2 separate regions of the Mus musculus genome follow, and region 2 is linked to region 1. A link is a contact called in public HiChIP or PLAC-seq data. All regions are on one chromosome and are shown on one strand. The core of a region is the stretch at or near the end of the contact, and the rest is flanking DNA. Distances in the headings are between cores, read along the strand shown.

The links. HiChIP or PLAC-seq counts read pairs in DNA pulled down with a chosen protein or histone mark.
Region 2: an H3K4me3 HiChIP or PLAC-seq map of craniofacial prominence shows a contact between it and region 1, with 5 times the contacts expected there. The contact joins the enhancer-like site here to the promoter of Trabd2b in region 1. A contact is called at or near these places in 2 of 39 promoter capture datasets (the C10 cell line and hippocampal neurons), 1 of 15 datasets of contacts at CTCF or cohesin (the NIH/3T3 cell line), 2 of 484 Hi-C or Micro-C datasets (both in nephron progenitors) and 6 of 115 datasets of contacts at active chromatin or transcription factors (craniofacial prominence, embryonic limb bud, embryonic stem cells and 2 more).

Annotation. Positions count from the first base shown.
Region 1 is chr4:114,403,887-114,410,507 of GRCm38.p6, reverse strand. Trabd2b (TraB domain containing 2B) reads right to left here and starts at 3,784. Exons shown (of 7, transcript NM_001085549.1): 1 at 3,589-3,784; 2 at 1,055-1,615. The coding sequence starts at 3,690.
Region 2 is chr4:114,563,522-114,570,142 of GRCm38.p6, reverse strand. The region is part of intron 2 of Trabd2b (TraB domain containing 2B); the gene reads right to left. Among named protein-coding and RNA genes, the nearest start is that of Gm12829, 110 kb to the left of the region's middle. Within about 2 kb of position 2,327, at least 12 of the 459 cell types and tissues checked have an H3K27ac peak or open chromatin away from gene starts, as enhancers often do. A contact at or near this core is called in craniofacial prominence and embryonic limb bud, where this site is marked.

The DNA.
Region 1 (6,621 bases), core at 2,535-5,034:
CACTTGCAACATCTCTGGAGCAATTGGGTCTGATTCCAGGGATAGAGTCTGGGGTCCAGTCTTTTTATGAGTCTTTCTCCTTAATGATGACCACACATGTCATGAGACCACACTTTGCTTAGAGCATCAACCTATACTGGGCCTCCTTGTAGGAGTCCCAAGTCCTGGAGCTCCCATCGTGGGTTGACAGCTCCGTTCTCTAGGCACAGATGTGAACTTATTGTTCCCAGGGCCTCTGAGTTGAGTTTGGGACTAGTGAGTTGTGAATGACCTCTGCCCATGGGGACAGGCTTTTAATGAATTTAGCTGAATCAGGTCTCTGACAGCCAGAGACTTTAAACTTCTTAAACCCCTCCTTTCTCCCTTACTCCCTAGGTTCAGAAATCAGAACTGCCAAACTTCAGACAACACATTTCTCTGAAATTATAACCCACAAACTCTCCTTGCTGACTGGAAGTCCGTTCCCCCCCCCCCCCCCCCCCGTCTTAGGGAGGCAGCCCCAGAGTCACAGAGCTTAGCAAAGGCCCAGGGAACCATGCAGAACTTAGTGTTAATCAGCAAAGCAGTGCTGGTGGAGGCCAAGTCCACAAAACCTTCCTTGACAGCACAGGCTAGGCACCTCTGTGTAGTCTCTATAAACACACCCACAGGTGTGTATCCAAGCAGCCTCAGGACAGCCCTGTTCTCTGAAGCCCTCAGGGCCTGGGGAAGACTGCTGCAAATGGGCAACTCCCTCCTTCTGTTTTGAATCACTCTGATGCTCCCAGGGAAATTCTTTCTGCTCAGGCAAGCACAGCAGGTGGAGAGTGGATATCCCCAACAGGGAACCACTGAAATGGAAAGAAACACCCAAACTCTGGCATGTAGTAGTTTCCCCTGACCCCAGTAGAGCAGCCCAGTGCTATTCAGGACCAGAGAGATACTTTTGCTTGGGGTAAGAGACAGGGAGGATGGGACCTGACTCTGGCTGTCTGCTGGAGCATGACAAAGATCAGAGACTAAGACCAAGACACTGGGGACCGACCGCTAGCTAGGCTGGCAAGTCGGTTCTTACCTGGGAGAAGTTGAGCCCATTGAGAGGATGGCACTGCTCCTCAACCCGCTCCACAGCCCCTGTGCTCTTCTTCATCTTCTCAGCCTGCTGGGCCAGGTAGAGGTCCAGCACAGGCACACCTCGGGAGCGCACATCTGTCTCCGTGAGGGAGTTCACCATGAGCATCACCCACACGGGCCTCTTGCGCTCCCAGTTACCAGCAATGGCATTGAACAGGTAGTCAGCATACAGCCCCTTGCCGCGCTGTGCTGGCGTCATCCAGGAGGGGATCATCAGCTTCACATAGTCCAGGTGGCGCTTCAGGCGCCAGTAGAGCTCCCTTGGCAGCACGTCCTGCAGGTTCTCCCCATGGGGCAGCAGCTGGCAACTGGCCAGGGCTGAGATGGTATAGGGATCTGTCAGATCCAACTCAAAGTAGACGTGAGTGCTGGCCTGGAAGGCTGCTTTGGAATTATCAGGGATGAAGTCCCAGACTCGGGTATAGGGAACGTGGATGGTGCCAAACAAGTAGGCTGGAGGATGGCGCCGAATAGTCCACAGGAAGGAGTTCAGGTCCCTCTGCTACATGGAGAGAGAAGAAGAGAGGCAGATCAGTGAGGCCAAAGGCAGCAGGGCAGAGCCAGGGTTGGCACTGAGAGATTGCAGGGGTAGATGGGGCCAGAAGGCAGAGGCCCGCTGGCAAGGGCTTTCCAAGCTAAAAGTTCCACATTCAAATGCTGGCTTTGTCCTTTCTTAGTTGGATAATTTGTAGTATATCATTCTACTTCCCAGACTCAGTTTCCTCTTCTGCAAAATGGGGGTGAGAATGGGAGTTATTGGTAGGAGTGAAAAACAGAACATACATATCTGAAGCCCTCAGAGTGGTGCCAGGCACGGAGGAAGTGGGCAACGAAAGGAGGCTCTCTTTATGACTAGCTTTCACTGTGAAAGCCAAGGGCTGCCACACCACCTGAGAACATTCATGCTTGGCCAAGCCAAACCTTCACCAGGGTGTTTCATGTGTAGGGTGGGGGGGGGGGGACCAAGAGTCCTGCTCTGGCAAGAAAAGAGGAAGTCATATAACTTTTAAATACAGCCATTAGAAGACACATGCCAAGAGTACTCTGAAAGCAGAACACCTATTAAAAATAGCACACCTATTTCAGCAGCTCCTTCCCGTTCATCGGGTGGGTAAGGCTTTCTTCTTGGAGGGCAGGTCACGGGTGTTAGCTACTTTGCTCCACTCACTGAGACCATAGGTGAGAAAGGGTTTTAAAATCTTGCAAAGCCAAAGCAAGTCTCAGTTGCTGGTGTGGGAGGAGAGGATTTCATAGAATTAACCCCAGGAAGCATACATATTCTGGGTGCTTTCTAAACTCCCCCCACCAAAAAGGTGAGCCTAGCTCTCCATTTCCAAGTCTGTCTTTGTCTGTGACCTAGGCACACACTATGGTTGTTTTTTCCAGTATCAATTAGGATTTGGAAAGAAACAGGAGTAGGGGACTATCTCCCAAGCAAAGTCAGTTTCCATCTAGAAAAGTCCCTGGAGTGACCACTGACCACTTAACAAACTTTAGGTCAACTCATAACATATTCCTCCCTGATTCTGGCACAAATGAAAAGTATTTATTGTGGGTGGTGGACACAGAACCATAGTTTACCAACAAACCTTACAAATGTGAATGCACAATAGACAGTGCCTACCAGCTATCCAGCTGGTTTCTTGCACAAGGCAGACTGCTAGCTGTGCACCTTGCCCAAGGCCAACCTATGCCCTGCTAATAGGGTAGCACAGGAAGATCCTGCAACAGTATTCTCGTCTCCTGGCATCTAGTTCAGGATGATTGCCAACGCATTAATCTATATTTGAAGATAAGGGCATTGCAGGAAAAAATATCAAGAGATGCCGGGTTTGGAGAGGAAAGTTGGGAGAAGCAATAATTACTTGGTGCCCTTAGGAAAATATTAGACAAGCAAGTTCATCCTGTCATTTCCGTTTCTCTCCTATGATATCTTACCCTTTTCAGGAAACAGGGGCATTTGGGACAATCGGTACTGGGTAGGGTCTGGGGTACAGAGGGAGAGGAGTGAGAATGAGCACCAGGGTTGGAGGATCCAGCCTTAGGTCAGAAAAAGGGTCAAGGAGAGGGAGGGATGCCTGGCCTGGGGCACTGTGTGAATGAAACAGCAAAAGGGTTGGAAGTCAGGGTGTAGAAAAGGGTACTAGGTGTTGGGAAGATGAAGTCAGAAGAAGGCAACCAAAGGGTAAAGGTAGGATAAAAGACAGGAGAGTTAGAAGCGGACACAGAGAGGGGATCCATCCAACCAAGACCAAAAGTCTAGGGGAAACTGTCCGCGAGTGGAGAAGGAACCATCTGGGCTGGGCTCAGACTTGGAGTCCGGGAGGACAGATGCTAGGGAAGGGAGCCCAGGCTGTGCCCAGAGGGCGGAGGTGGAGCGAGTGGGCTGAATGGAGAAGGCTGGTCCCAAACCCTGGCCCCTCAGGCTGGAGTGTCCAGGCAGGCGGGAGAGTGGCAGGGCTGGTGCTCGCTCACCGATCCAGGCGGCCGGCACTGTCCTCCGTCGGGGGGTTGCGGACGGGCGCGGGCGGTGGCAAGGAGGGCGGCTAGCAGCGGCCCCGCCAGGGCGGCGTGCATCCTGCCGGGGCCCGCGGGACGCGGGGGTCCCTCTTGGGCAGCGCCCCCTCAGCAGGGCGGGGAGCCCCCAGCTGGGCACCGAGGATCTTCTGGAGCACAGGGCTCCAGGCGCGAGATGCTGGGAGCCCGCTGGGGCGTGGCTGGATGTCCCTGTCGGACCTGGGGGTCTCTCTGGGGCGGGGCTCCGGTCTGTTGGAAGAGGGGGATCCTCTGGGGCGGGGCCCCTCACCAGGGCGCGCAGCCGGGTTGGCCGAGCCCCGGAATTCTGAGAGCGCGCAGGGGTCCTAGAGCGCGTGGGGGTCCCGGAGCCGCGTCAGGGTCCAGGGGTACGCGGGGCTCCTGGGGCAGTCCTGAGATTCCAGGGTGAGCGGGGGAACTCGGGTTATGCTGGGCACCCGGGGCGCGCAAGGGTCCCAGGGGTGCGCGGCGCTCCAGGGGGCGCGCAGTGGGACAAGTGCGGCAGAGGGCGCGGCGGGGCGGGGGTCTGCTCTGAGGTGCCGGGCTGCCCCCGAGCCCGGCTCAGAGGGGCGGCGGGCGGCCGCGCGGCCGCTGCCCGGGCTCCGCCATGCTGCTCCGCGGCCGGGAGGGAGGGAGAGAGGAGGGCGGGAGAGCGGCGCGGAGCCGGGCCGGGCGGGGGGCTGGGGCCGCCGGGCGGGGGAGGGGAGGACCCGGCGCGGGAGGCGGGGGGCCGGGGCCGCGGCGGGCCGGGCCGGGCCGGGCCGCAGGGAGTCGGAGCGAGCTCGGCGCCCGGGCGCGGCGAGGCGGGGTCTGCCGGGCATGGCAGGCGCTCGCTGGCTCCGCGCTCGCTCTCTCGCTCGTTCCCTCGCACGCGCGCGGAGGGAGGCGAAGCCCGCAGCAGCCACTTCCCAACTTTCCAAACTTCCCAGCGCAACTTTTTCCTCTCCTCCCCTGCCTGCGCCTCCTCCCTCCTCCCTCTCCTTTCCTCTCCTCTCTCCAGCTCTGCGCCGGGATGTAGCTCCTGAGCGCTACCGCCAGAGGGCGTCTGGCTCAGTGGACCTTGGGTTAAGGTGGAAGTCCAATGGTCAGGCTGAGACAAATTTGGGAACATGGGCCAGTTTCTCAGAGCACATCTGCGAGGCCTGGCGAGAGTAAGCAGTTAACAGGACAGGATTTGTGTAGGCACTTCGAGGTATATCGGAGAATGAGATGGTCACTGGAGATCCAGAAAACGTGGTATTTGCTTACAACGTTTTGTCATGCTGCTGTGCCTAACACCACCACATGTGTTCCTAGGCACTCTGCAAAGACCCACTACATTAAATTAAAACATGTCTAAAGAACATAAAACAATTAGAATTCCTTGGAAGCTCCATTCAGTCAGTCATTCTCCTGTCTGTTTCTCTGGGTGTACACACACACACACACACACACACACACACACACCGCTGTTGTTAAACAAGATTTGCTAAGACTCTATCCTGATATTGGAGGTTAAAGATAAATTGTGTGATATTATCAGAAGTCTATAGCTGACAGACATGATGAGATATGCAAGTAGACAATTAAAATACAATCATAGCAGAAGACCAAGAAAAGGCAGGCAGAGGAAGGGTTCCTGAGGCAGGCTCAATGGACCTCAGGCTAAGAGGTGGAAGTCAGGCTGAGACAAATTTGGGGATATGGGTGAGTTTCTCAGAGCAGATCTGCGAGGCCTAGTGAGCATAAGCAGTCAGCAGGACAGGCTATGGGTAGGCACTTTGAGGTATATCAGAGGTGCCCTGGAGTCAGGGCAAAGCCCTAGGAGATGATCTTTAAGATCTTTAAATCAGCAGTAGCTAATAGAAGGGAGTGAAGTGGCCGGGTGTGGTGGCGCATGCCTTTAATCCCAGCAGCACTCAGGAGGCAGAGGGCAGCCTGGTCTACAAAGTGAGTTCCAGGACAGCCAGGGCTATACAGTGAAACCCTGTCTTGAAAAAAGAAGAAGAAGAAGAAGAAGAAGAAGAAGAAGAAGAAGAAGAAGGAGGAGGAGGAGGAGGAGGAGGAGGAGGAGGAGGAGGAGGAGGAGGAGGGAGTGAAGCAGATGGATCACCTGCTGCCAAGGTATAAAAGTGGGATAAAAGGGCCTTCAAGGGACTGCCTACAGAAAGCAGATGGCCAGAACCTGTGTCATCATGCCAGGCCTGAGAGCATGCCTTTGTATGTATACAGTCATGGGAAGATACTCCAAGATTCAAATTTGCAAGTGGCTAGGTTATATCTTTACTTACAGGGCTCATGATTGAGGGAACAAAGTAGAGGCAGAGTGGCCAGTGGAAGCCAAGGCCTGATCCTAGGCCTTTTGGCTCCCAGCTAAGGGCCCTCCTCCCCTCTCTCCACTCCTGCCTCGGTTGCACATGGAACCACTAGAGAAAGGAAGGCTCAAAGTGTGAGTGAAGCAGAATGACTTGCCTCTCCGAGCCTAGAATGCGAGCAACTAAGAACTGGACTAAAAGTGAAGGATGTAAGCACCAGAGGTGGCTGTGAAATTTCCACTTTTTTCTTTGCAATTGCCTACAGTTCAAACTGCTAGATATCAGGAGCAACTTGTTCTGCTCAGCCTCTTATCCCACATACCTGCTTGGTGACAGATGCTAAGCAAACCAGAGTGCCCAGAAAACAGGACACCAGGGCATAATGTAGTAGCTCTGTCTCTCACACACAGAGTTCTGAGATCTGCAGTCATAACAAAGAGAGGTTCTTGAGAGATACTGCCCTGACTCAGCCCCTTTCCCCCTAAAGCCACCCATCTGCTTCGAAAGAGCAGTGAGTTGGTTAGAGTGAGAGTCTGCTTCCACAGAGAGATAGGAACATGGTCTTCACTGGGGAATTAGAAGATGGCAGATAGGGAGTACAAAACCGACCAGATCAAACTTAAAGTGATGGTATGTGTGACTATGAGTTAGTAGTTTTTCATACCTTCCCCCTGTATTT
Region 2 (6,621 bases), core at 1,078-3,577, 160 kb before region 1:
AGAGGAGGGGGTGGGTGTTGAGGAGCAGGAAACATATTGTAAAGGAGAGACAGTGACTAGAGCTCCTTCAAGGATGAGAATACTCAAAGGTATGGAAAGATGAGAAGGAGTGGTATAAGCTCTGCCCCTAACCCTTTGGGGACCTGAATGTGCCACAGACTCCCAGGAAGGGGAGCCCAATTGCCCCCAGCAAGGCCTGGATCATAAGCTCCTTGCTGTCCCACCAGCCAGGTGCCATTATCTGCCACTGAAGTCAGGATATGGCGTTGGGGTCAGGTGTTATCTTGTTAGTCTGAAGCAGGCGGGTAGGAAAGGCTATGGGGAAGAGGGTGGTGGGAGATCTCTTGTTGGCAAGGGTTGGGCGTGCAGTGGGGGAGGCATTCATGAAGGAGGAGGCCAGCGTGAAGGCAAGGCAGCTTTACCTGTTGTTCTTCCCACTCTCAGCTCCCACTCAGAGAACCATGGACTCAATTTCACACACAAATGTCTCTGTTCTGTGAACTCTACAGGGTGGATCCTGTGGTAGCAGCAGACTCTCCTCTGCCCTGCAGTGGGGGATGACTGTGCTCGGTTCCCTTCTGTTCTCTGAGGCCCAAGCTGTTCCCCCTATAGCCCACCATAGAACTCTGGGGTTCTTCACCTGTCCTTCAAGCTGAATCACCCATGTGAGCAGAGTGGTGCTTGCTGGGCAGGGAGGCTGGTAAGCAATGAACTCTAGGAAGGAGTCTGTGGGGACTCTGTCTTGTGGAGGGAAGGACATCTCCTTTGTTTTCAGCAAGGCAGGTTAAGAGAAACTTGGCACCCAGGATCTGGTGCTGCAGACCAGACTAGCAGAGGAAGTGAGGTGTGGCGGTAGCTCTTGGCTCTGGGGTCCTATTCCAGGACTTGATATCCTTGGCTATGATAGCAACCCTTTCATGAATCAACAGACCATGGTTCCTGGCATGCTGTGTCCTTTTGATGGGTGAATGGTATTACTGGCCTCATTTCATATACAGAGAGCCTAAGGCTCAAGAAAGGAGGCAACAGTCTCACCCATGTTCTCTGAGCTGGATCCCCGAGGAGCACTGTGGCTCTTCTCCCTGAACCCACTGCATTCTCCATGATGCTCATCCTGTTGTCCACCTGTTCCCAGAGGCCATGACCTCTGAGCCTCTAAACCCAGTACACTGCACACGAGGAAAAGAAAAGAAGATGCTCTATAAAGTCCCAGGAAAGCATCTAGACAAGCCTCTCCCAATTACAAAGCTGGGCGCAAGTTCAAGGAATGGAGCTGAAGAGAGCCAGTTGGCTGCCTTGTGACAAGCTAGTGAGGGATGGGAACCAGAGCCCATAGGGGCTTCCTGACACAGCCGAGCTGAGAAGGAGCATGGGGTGGAGAGGGAAGTGTGTGTGTCCAGGCTAGAAACTATGGGCGTGCAGTCTTTTGAGATATGGCAGAATAGAAGCAGAAGGGTGGGCCTCAGGAGAGGGCTTGCCCATCTTCCCTGCAGAGCGGCCACGGATGGAGACAAGTCATGAGTGAGTGATACAGGGAGAACCCAGCTTCCCTGGGAGGTGATGGGTTGGGAAGCCACCATCCCCACCATCTCCATTCTTGTTCTTAAGCAGCTGCATCCACAGACTCCAAGCCTGCTACATGGATCTGCTTCAGCCTCAGACCTGCCCTGCTGACACAGCTGCCTGGACATCAAAAGGCAAGACTCCACATTCATTTGCAAAATCAGTATGGAATTCCTAGAGGGCTCCTCTAATTCCTCTGGTCTGACCACACAGCAATTATCCATTTACAGAGGAGGGGGGAATGGCCTCCCAGGTTCACCAGCTGTGTGGAGGGAGACCTCTGCTCTCCTTGGCCTTGAGCAATAGCTGGGGAGGGCTGCACTGGAGTGGACACCTGTTAGGGGGCTCAGTGTGGGAGGACCTGGCTGTGATCACATAGAACAGACAGAAATGGTAACAGCCTCCCTGCTTGCCTGCTTAGCCACCATTGCCAAGTGCTTCTGATACAAAGAAAGGGCTCTGATGGGCTTCAGACCTGGCCGTGCTTATAGACCATGGAAACCTTGCTCTGGATCTTTCTGTGTGGGGGACAGGCCTTGCTGCTCTCTGGGCCTCAGCTTACCTATCTGTCAGGTGTGTGTGTGTGTAAGTAACATTAATCCTGCCTGTTTGAGGTGAGCATTTTAATAACCTTATCAAGTACTTATTCCTTCCTTAGGACAGGGACACACACAGAACACTTGCTTCGTATTAGCTGGGGTGGTCTCCAAAGGCTATGCTGCAGGAGTACAGAGGAGGGGCCAGAGTGCAAGCAAACGTGGACAGGGTTCCTGGGTAGGCTGTGCTGGTTGCTTGATTGACAGACCAAATCATTTCCAGGTGTGGGGTGGCATAAGGGGAGGACTTGGAGCGATCAAGCAACACTTGTTAAGGCCAGTGTCAAGGAGTGGACGTTATGCCATTAGAGTCCTGCAAAGGTACAGAGACCAAAACCAGAGACTCTCAAAGATAGCGACGGTAGCAAGCACACTATGAAAGCATGTGTTTGCCATACGGCAGGGAAAAGGAAGGAAGTTGCAGGTGATGCTGATGAACATGGGAGGTGCTTTGTGGTTCCTCTTAGGGCTGACACAGGACGGGAAAGGAGACTGGGTGGACCCCACAGCTCCACAGCCATGTCAATAGCTGCCCTGGGCTGGAGAGCAGCCTCAAGGCTGGTGGAGGAGAACACAGGGTGAACCTGGTGCTGGAGGGTCGGGGTGGGGAGGGGCAGGATCCAGACCTCTGGCTTTTCTGGTAGAAAGTAAAGGTAACTGAATTGATGGAACAAGAAGGATCAGCCAGGTTTTGGATTTAGAAGCCCACTTTTGGAGTGCCTGCAAGACAGCTTAGAGGTCACCCTGGTGAGCAGCAGGCAGTTTCAGCTCTGGGGCCGAGAAAGGCTAGGAACTCCTGCCATTGCCCAGGCCTTGGAAATGTGGAGGGAGATTGAAAGCAGGCAAGAACCATGCTCTCTCCTGGGGCTTCGAGGCTCCCTCATGGCCCAGCACTGATCCCACAGTCTGTGGATGAGCTCTCATCTCCCACCCCCTTTACTTTAAAACCCACCCCGGGCAGCAGCCAGACAGGAGAAGGGCAGCTCACAGTGGAAGGGAAGACAGAAGGCTCTGTGATGCTGCATGAGACCCTTCGTGCTGCCAGTCATGGAGGATACAGCCTTCCCAGAAAACATCAAAGGAGAAAGAAGCTGCACAGAACCTCAGGAAACAGCAAAGCAGTTCCAACCTCTGGTTTTAGTCTGTTTGAAAGCACAGAACATAGCACCTAGCAACAGATGGGAGTGTTGGACACTAGAAATAGGTGATAGAGGACCCTCGGCTGGCCTCTTCACAATGCAGAGGCCACGGAGGTCCAGAGTAGACAAGAAGATACCCAAAGCTAAGGCCATACAGCCAGCCAGAGGATGCAGATAAATTCAGGGGTGGGGCAACTGTCTGCTTGGCTTGCTCTTACCAAGTCTCCGTGGCCCCCTATCCCCTCCTACCCTCTACTACAGATAGACCATAAGATGGAAGAATGCCAGATGGAATCCCAAGCCTCAGACTTGAGGCCAGAACACAGAAACTATAAACTCACTCAGGATGAGCAAAGCTCTGAATGGATCAGATAAGAGCGCATCAGCCTCCTTGCTGCAGGGATCTCACTAGGAGGGTGGACTAAATGTGCAATGAGGAGGATGGAACGTCCCACATAAAGGGCAGATTTTAAGGGCTCAAGTGCTTTCAGGCTTCATCACAGGTGGGCAGGATGTCTATCCCCTATCCCTAGCCTTTTAGCTCCTGGCCAGAATCTTCTTCTAGCCTCAGGTCTATGCTGGCTTTTTATGACCCTGCCTTAATCTTTCTCTGGGGCTCTGGACTTGTTGGTCTCAGCCTATTCCCAACCTATACCTTCCTTCTGCAGTCTCCTAGACCCTAGCTCCAGTCTGTGATTCCCTTTTCTGGGTTCTTGTGACCAGAAGGGTCAGACACATGCCAAAGTGTTGGTCTGCCCTGGGATTAGATATCATTCAGAGATCTTATTTCTCATCCTTGCATATGTGCAAGGGAAAGGCAGAGATCAAGAGACAAGATAGAAATCACACTATTCTAGCCACAGAGAGATTCGTGGTCAACCATATGGCTTATGACCTGAGCTCCCTTGTTCAGGAGTCCTGAAGACATAGACTGATTGACTTTGTCCTGCTGACTTAGTCCTGCTCAAACCAATACCAAGTGGCCTCTCTACCTCTCTCCATCATCTGGTCTTGGAAGAGCTGGCCGGAACCTGTGACCTGCCTCTGTGTGTGTGTCCTCAGGCTCATCTGTGCACTCGTTTCTATTGTTTCTCCATGGCAACACTGTACATCACAACCTCAGGCTGCATCTGGTACTCTGAGCACCCCTAGCTGATGGGCCATCGGTGGATGCTGTGAACCGTGAACACCACAAATGGGAGCACACCGCTGCTCTAGAAACAATGACAAACTGCTTCCATGCCATCTCTCCATGATCCTTAAGGCCCTGCTTCTGTCCCTTGGTTTCCCTTGCCCCAGTCTCCTGAGCCCTGCCTGCATTTTTAACTAACTTGTTTACAGCTTTGTTTCTCAGTGTGCTACTTCCGTCACACTTTAGGGTCTTTGCACATGATGGTCTGCATACACCTTTCCCATCATGCCTCTGTTTTGCCATAGAAACTTTTAACATTCCAGCTACAATTTAAGTACCATCTCTTGAAAAGAGATTCCTTCCCTGGCTTTGTAGATCAGCTCAGGGGTCTCCTTTCAAGCCCTCTTACTTCCTTTCCTCTTTCTTTTGAGCACTGATAAAGTCTTCACCCACACATGAGGTCTTGCTGTAGTGTTATCAACTACCAACAATTGTTCTGTACCAGGCACAAATTTCTATACCAGTTTTCGTATATACATGTGCTAACAATCATGAGATAGTTTTCATCATTACTCCTTTTTTTTTTACCGGGGTGGGGGTACAGGAAACACAGAAGGAAACTGACTTGCCTAAGGTCATACAGCACATGGCAGATGAATGAAGAATATCTGAGGATTTTTATCATGTGCTAACCTGGTCCTACCACCTTGTTTTGCAACTATGACAAGAGTAGAGAACCAAATTCCCCTTACTCATTCTTACATCCCTGGTACTTAGGACACAGCTGTGACACCCTGAGGGCACCCACCTGTGTTAGGCACAGCCCTCAGCCCTGGCTCAAAACCAGTAAGTGTACTGTAGAAGGGAATGGGTGTGTGCTGAGAACCCAGAGGTGGAGCCTCACTGTGGTTGAGGGGCTCAGAACCAGAGGGACTCAGGAATGGGTCAGGGTTCTCAGTGTGGGACTTCTTTCCCAAGGGCACACCCCTCCCCACCTGTGGCCCCTGCCACATGACTGTCAGCTCAGTGACAAGAAGCCTGCCTTTTATGGCCCTGCCAGCACAGCAGTGGATGGCTGAGAAAGAGGTTCTTCCTCCAAGGAGGTCCCATGCCCTGAAGAAGTCCACCTTCTTCTGGGCTGCTTCTGAGCCTGGCAGCTTCTCTCCCAGTCTTTCCTAATACCGCTTTCCTCACCATGTTCTTGGCACCCAGGCCCGGCAGGCCTCAGTCACCCTTGTGGGCTGTTGGCTCAGGATCATGTCAGCTAGCCTAGGAGGCTTCCAGACCAGCAGCCCCAGCCCCCACTTTGAAGGGGATCAGGTTCCCCCACAAACATAATTGAACAAAAATATGAGAGAGAAGAGGTCTTTGTTCTCCCATTTACAGCGTCAGAAAATATGTAACAAATTAGCCGTTTATGAGGTAAGAGACTAGCTCTGTGTGCAGGCCGTGTGGCCTCAGCAGGCACAAGGGGCCTTTGAGCTGCTGCATGGGGGGCAAGGCAGAGGGAAGGAGGGCTTGCAGGACTTCAGGGCAGGCACAGGAGGCCAGTGACCATCTAGGACTCTGGGGAGCTTGCAAAAGGAAGCAGGGAGCCAGGCAGAGTCAAAGAAGGGATCCTGAGCCTGTGGAGAAAGCAGCTGCTCCAGGCCAGTCTCCAACAGGGCCAGTGCCCTTAGCATCCAGCAGGCTGCTGGGGTCTCAGTGGCTGCCCTGTTGGCTGCTCCGAACCTTAAGAATGGGCAGATGCCTCTGATATTGCTGGCGATTTCTCTCCATAGGCTTTCAATTCTCTTCCATGGATCAAAGAGGAATGCCAGTTGAAGCAGCAAATATTCAGCAATGCTAGGAAGGGAGGTGGGGTGGGGGTGGGGATGAGGAAGATCAGGGAGGGCTGTGCCTCTCCTTAGCTTTGTCCTGGCTTTCATTTCTTTCATTTCATAGTGGATGTCTAGAACTATGCATGGTTATCTAGTCGTATCTAGTCCTAAGTGTAGGGATTCACATCTTAGCTTGACTCATTGGGGTCAATGCAGGCTAGCATTCACATTCACTGTCTTTGACTCTCTTAGGATTTAGAGCAGTGGTTTTCAACCTGTGGGTCATGACTATTTATGAGGTAAATGGTCTCCTCCCACGCCCAGGGCTCACATATCAGATACCTTGTATATCAGATACTTACCATTTATAA